2 separate regions of the Triticum aestivum genome follow, and region 2 is linked to region 1. Evidence: chromatin contacts called from public HiCAR-type data. All regions are on one chromosome and are shown on one strand. Each heading gives the region's core, a stretch centred on a gene start, on an enhancer-like site or on the middle of the called end of the contact. The rest is flanking DNA. Distances are from core to core; before and after follow the strand shown.

What was found. HiCAR-type assays count read pairs that join an accessible place to other places.
Region 2: a contact with region 1 is called in a HiCAR-type map of leaf, with 5 times the contacts expected there. The contact joins the promoter of LOC123189551 here to the promoter of LOC123189549 in region 1. A contact is called at or near these places in 1 of 5 Hi-C or Micro-C datasets (leaf) and 1 of 1 datasets of contacts at active chromatin or transcription factors (leaf).

What each region holds. Positions count from the first base shown.
Region 1 is chr2A:582,327,734-582,330,433 of IWGSC CS RefSeq v2.1, reverse strand. LOC123189549 (probable long-chain-alcohol O-fatty-acyltransferase 5) reads left to right here and starts at 1,330. Exons shown (of 1, transcript XM_044601991.1): 1 at 1,330-2,700. The coding sequence starts at 1,800. It overlaps LOC123189550 (peptide methionine sulfoxide reductase A2-1), which reads left to right. Exons shown (of 2, transcript XM_044601992.1): 2 at 668-1,089. The coding sequence ends at 904.
Region 2 is chr2A:582,529,254-582,531,953 of IWGSC CS RefSeq v2.1, reverse strand. It overlaps LOC123189551 (BTB/POZ and TAZ domain-containing protein 2), which reads right to left and starts at 1,384. Exons shown (of 3, transcript XM_044601993.1): 1 at 848-1,384; 2 at 1-746. The coding sequence starts at 949.

The sequences.
Region 1 (2,700 bases), core at 81-2,580:
GTTGGAGCGCATAGTGTGCCGGCCAAGCCGGCGGCCGCCGTTGGGAACTTCGGGTGCAGATCTCGTCGCCGGTGTCGCATGGTTCAATGGACCTGGCACGGGGTTGAGGGTTGACTTATTCTCAGTGATTAGTTGGTTCGCGTAGTTATCTGGCTCGTTAATACAGAGGAGCGAATATTCTCTCTTCTTCGGAACGAAATACTTTTATTTAAGATAAAGTAGACGATTTCAATCTCAAAGGGGATTCTTGTGGTCAAAGAGTATATAAGGCCTTTTAAGCCTTTTCTTGATTCGTTTGTATCTAGACTCGACATATTTTAGTAGGTATGTTCATTCATTTTAATATGTATGTAGTCAATATTTTGAAATAGCTAAAAGGATCATTGTATTGCCTCGGCGGATAGGAAAATTCACTACACACTTCATCGTATACACTTTTTAATGTGATCGATCCATAGTCCTCTGAGATTTCCGATGCACTGTCAACATTACTGTCTCCTTTCATAAACTTTTCTCACGATATGCACAAATTCTGAGAGTTCCCTCAAGTTGTTGATCTGACATAACAAATCTTCAGTGTCTCCCCGTTTTGCTATGGTTTTACTGCATGTTAGCAGCATTTGGCCTCCGCACATGGTTTACAAACCAATTTGTCGTTGCACTTCAGGGCAACGACGTCGGGACGCAGTACCGGTCGGGCATCTACTACTACACGGCGGAGCAGGAGCGGCAGGCGCGGGAGTCGCTGGCAGAGAAGCAGCGAGAGTGGAAGGAGAAGATCGTGACGGAGGTCCTCCCGGCGAGGAGGTTCTACCCGGCCGAGGACTACCACCAGCAGTACCTGGAGAAGGGCGGCCAGTCCGCCAAGAAGCGCTGCTCCGACCCCATCCGCTGCTATGGCTGAGCCTCAAGGTCATGGAGCACTGCCCCAGTCTCCGCCCGCCATTGCAGCTAGCTAAGCATCGCCATTAGCATCATAAAGGACACACCATCTGCCTGCCTGACTGTTGGTGTTACAATAAATAAACCCATGCGTGCAGCGTGTAAAGGTGAACTTGGCGCTTTTGTTTGCTCGATGATCTATGTTTATTTTGGTGTTTGCCGTGTACAAGTTTTGCAAGCGGGCATAATCCACTACCACTAGCGTTCAGGCTTCACTCCTCTGTATGGGCGTTTGAATTTGGGGGCGAATCAGCAATTCACCGTACAACCCGTGGGGCCCTGGCAATGAGATGCACTTGCGCTGTGTTTTCTCCTTAACTAGAAATCCTCATTCCATTCATTCAAAAGGGCTAAAGCTTTGATCTCTCACCACATGACACATGTGGTGAGCAATCCAAACTATTCAAAACAAAGCTTTAATCTCTCTCAAGAAAACTCCATTGAGGGATAATGGCTCCAGGAGGAGTTGTTGATCGCCTCAACCATCTGCTTCAATCACGTCGTTGGCTATGCCCCATTCTTGTTTCAATCCACTTGGGCTGTTGGGTGGGCTAGCATATTACCACTAGCATGTTTCCCTTTGGACGTTTGGTTCTGGCGAAACCGCAACATTATAAAATGATGACAGCGTCACCTCAAAAAAAAATGATGACAGCGGCGGGGCAGCCAAAAGAAGAAAATAAAAATGAGCCAATTATCGTGCTTCCATCTCCCAACTGAGCTTACACCGTTGACTCGAAGAAGACCACCACGAAATTCCCGATCTCTCGCGCGCTCCTGGATCTTGTAAACCTCTACCAGAAGGCAGCGCGGGTAACCTCCGGTGGCCGTCGCATCTGGGCCGACGACGATCAAGAATGTCCGGCGGCGACCTGCGCAGCCTGGCGGCGGTCTCGGCCACGGTGACCGCGGCCATGTGCTACGTCCGTTTCGCGGCCGGGCGCCTCCGCCCGGGCCTGCCCCGCCTCACCGCGTTCCTCCCGGTGCTCGCCGTCCTCCCGTTCCTCCCCTTCGCCTTCAGCGCCATCCACCCGCGCGCCATCTCTGGGTTCTTCCTCGCCTGGCTCGCCGAGTTCAAGCTCCTCCGCCTCGCCGCCGGCAAGGGGCCCCTCCACCCGTCCCTCCCGTTCCCCGCATTTGTCGCCGTCGCCTCCGGCCCGGTCAGGCTCCACGGCGACGGGCCCGACAAGGCTCAAGGCACGTCGTCGGGCCTGGACCTCGCCTCCTCCGCCGTCATGGCCGCGCTGCTCGCCGTCATCGTGTCGCTGTACTGGTACCAGGAGGCGATGAACCAGTACGTCCTGCTCACCCTCTACGCGTTCCACGTGTACCTGGCCCTGGAGCTGGTCCTGGCGTCGGCGGCCGCGGCGGCGCGCGCGCTGCTGGGCATGGATCTGGAGCCGCAGTTCGACCGGCCGTACCTGTCGGCGTCGCTGCGGGACTTCTGGGGCCGGCGCTGGAACCTCTCTGTCCCCGCCGTGCTCCGGCCGTGCGTGCACCGCCCCGTGCGCGCGCGCCTGGGCACCGCCGCGGGGGTGCTGGCGACGTTCCTGGTGTCCGGGCTGGTGCACGAGCTCATGTTCTACTACATCACGCTGCGGCCGCCCACCGGGGAGGCGACGGCCTTCTTCACGCTGCACGGCGCGTGCGCGGTGGCGGAGGCGTGGTGGGCGAGGCACGACGCGTGGTGGCGCCCGCCGCGGCTGGTGGCCACCCCGCTGACGCTGGCATTCGTGCTCGTGACGGCCTTCTGGCTCT
Region 2 (2,700 bases), core at 135-2,634, 200 kb before region 1:
GCCCGGTCCGGCCGGTCGCAGACGGAGGCGTGGAGCCGGAACAGCTGCAGCATGCGCTTGCACCGCGCGCACCCGCCGGGCGCCATCTTTCTCGCGCACGTCGCGAAGTGCCGCATCAGCACCTGCAGGCCCCGGCACGTGCACCCCGCCCTCGCGCACGGCGCGTCCGCGTCCGCGCAGGCGGCCTTGGCGCCGGACTCGCCGGGGAAGATGTGCTCGAGGGAGGCCATGGCCTGACCGAGCTGCCGGCACGCCTCCTGCGCGGCCCTCTCGCGCGCCCAACGCTCGTTCCGCTGGTCGGCGTCCTCGAGGAGCGTGAGGAGCTCGAGCTCCAGCGCGGCGTCGTGGCGCCGCGCGAAGCGCCACCCGTCGGACTGCTCCACGGCCGCGAACTCCTTGGCCGCGAGGCGCGCGCACCGCATGTACAGCCGCGGCGCGTCGCAGAGCCTCGCCAGCTTCAGCATGTCCACGGCGCGCTCCGGCGTCAGGCGCGCCGACACGGCCGCCTCCGCCGCCCGCTTCAGCCACCCCACCCGGTACGCGTGCGCCAGCGCCAGCAGCTGCGTCCAGTTCGCGCCCACCGCCTCCTCCTCCGCGGGCACCACCTTGGACTTGGAGGAGTAGAGGAAGTGGATGAAGGCGTGGACGGCGTCGAAGGAGACGCCGAGGACGGGGATGGTGCACTCGGCGCCCCACCCGCGCTGCGCCCTGTCGATCATCCGCTCCAGCACCGGCGACGCCGAGGCCTGCATATCGCCGCCCGATTTGGAATTAGCCAACGATTCAAGAACACTCAAAAAAGCAAGATCCGCCGCATAAATCTAATATAAGCGGCAAAGTGGCTTACAAGAATGTAGGAATGCGCGGCGATGCTCTGCCCGTCCGACGTCACGACCCGCATGTCCGCCGGCGACGCCCGGTAGGAATCGACGCCCGCGCAGATCGTCATTTTGATCGCTTCCAAACTCCAGCTAGCTAGTACCCTCGCGAAGCCTCCGAATTCTCCTGGTCGACAAGGGCAACGGGACGCGTAGCAGAGCACCAGAGCACCGAGAAGCCCAAGAAACGGAGCAGATGGATCTCGGACCGGGCGATGTAGAAAGAGAATGAGAGGAAGTCTCGAGCTCAGCGACAGCTATATAGTGTCGTGGACAAAGGTAGCCGACGACGACGTGTAGCACAGTGCGTGCACAGCTATCGTCAACTCACGGGCAACGGGAACAACGGGAACAATGGGACGGGATGATCATTGGGAGCGGGCCGCGTCGTTCTGGACGGACGGAAATCATTAGCTAATCGCCGCCGTTGATGCGTCGAGGCTGATGAGGATTTGACTCCGGGGAGGAGGATCTCAGTCAGCGAGGTGATCTGAGGGGACGCCGACGGTGGGAAACCACCGGCAGTGGTTGAGCCGGGCTGAGCCGACGACCGCGATCGGGCCACGTAGGGGCTTCGTGCGCCACCAGTCTGGGTGCGGAAAGGGAACGGAGCTGTTGGGTGTTTGGCGGCGTTTTGTCACTTTTTGGGTGTGGAGTTCATCTTTTAAAATGGTTTCGGGTGTGGAGTTGATGACACGGATCCACGTTTTGTTTCTTCATATTTAATAATTTGTTTATTTATAATCGGATTCATTCATACCAAACGCGGTATTGATCAGAATTCGGAAGTTCTTAATTATTATTGCCAACTTTCTCGGAGACGGAACTTTATCTTCATACTACATACGCAGACGTGATTGCGCAATGTCTTCTTTTCTCAGGCCACATGCTAATGCGTTTAAATACTATACTTGTATAGTGTTGGTATATTATGGCCTAGTGTAATTTTTGAGATGTAAATAATAGTGGGGCCCAGCTTTTCTTTGGTACTCCTCTATACGGCAATAGCTGGCAAACATTCCCGGGAAGGCACCTCCGGAGCGAATGAAACGTTAGAGCTAAGGATGGCAATGGGTCGGGTTTGGATCGGGTTGAACAATATCAAATCTATATGCATATTCATGAAGGCAGTCCCAGCCCATCCATGAAATATCCATGGGCGAAAAATTATGACCATGTCCAAATCCGATGGATATCCATACCCATTGGATATCCATCGGGTCCTCTCAAGACCTATACATAAGACATAATTCATTGCACAATGTGCACTCTGCATTGGCGTGCTCACTCCCCGCCATGCAGTCATAGCCCTTGTGTTGTCCCACTGTTGCGGCCATGCATCAATGCGTGTGTGGAAAAGCAAAGACGGAGGGGTCAAGGAGATATGGAGCTGGGTTGTCGCAGGCCAATAGTGGCTGCTGCAGCGATCCACCTTACGTGGGGGTAGCGGCTGGCAGCGGCGGCCACCTCTAGGGCTATGAGAGGAGTAACTCAAGGAGATGGCACCGATTCTCAACAACAAGTCATTTAATTAGTGTAGATAATAGGATGAGAAGGTGTGTTGGAGTATGTTACGGTAGGGATTGTGTAATTTCTTTTGGATGTTTTAGATAAATGATAAAATTATAGTGGGACATGTGAATATGGGGTAGGTGTTGCAGAATATTGCTCGTTAAGTCAGACGATCGGGTCGGGTTTGGATATATCCATGGGTACAAGATTATGTCCATGTCCTATCCACGAGTAATCGGGTCGGGTTTGGGCGCTGCCCATGGGCGCAAAAGCATATCCAAACCCTATCCATTCGGGTTGGATATCCATG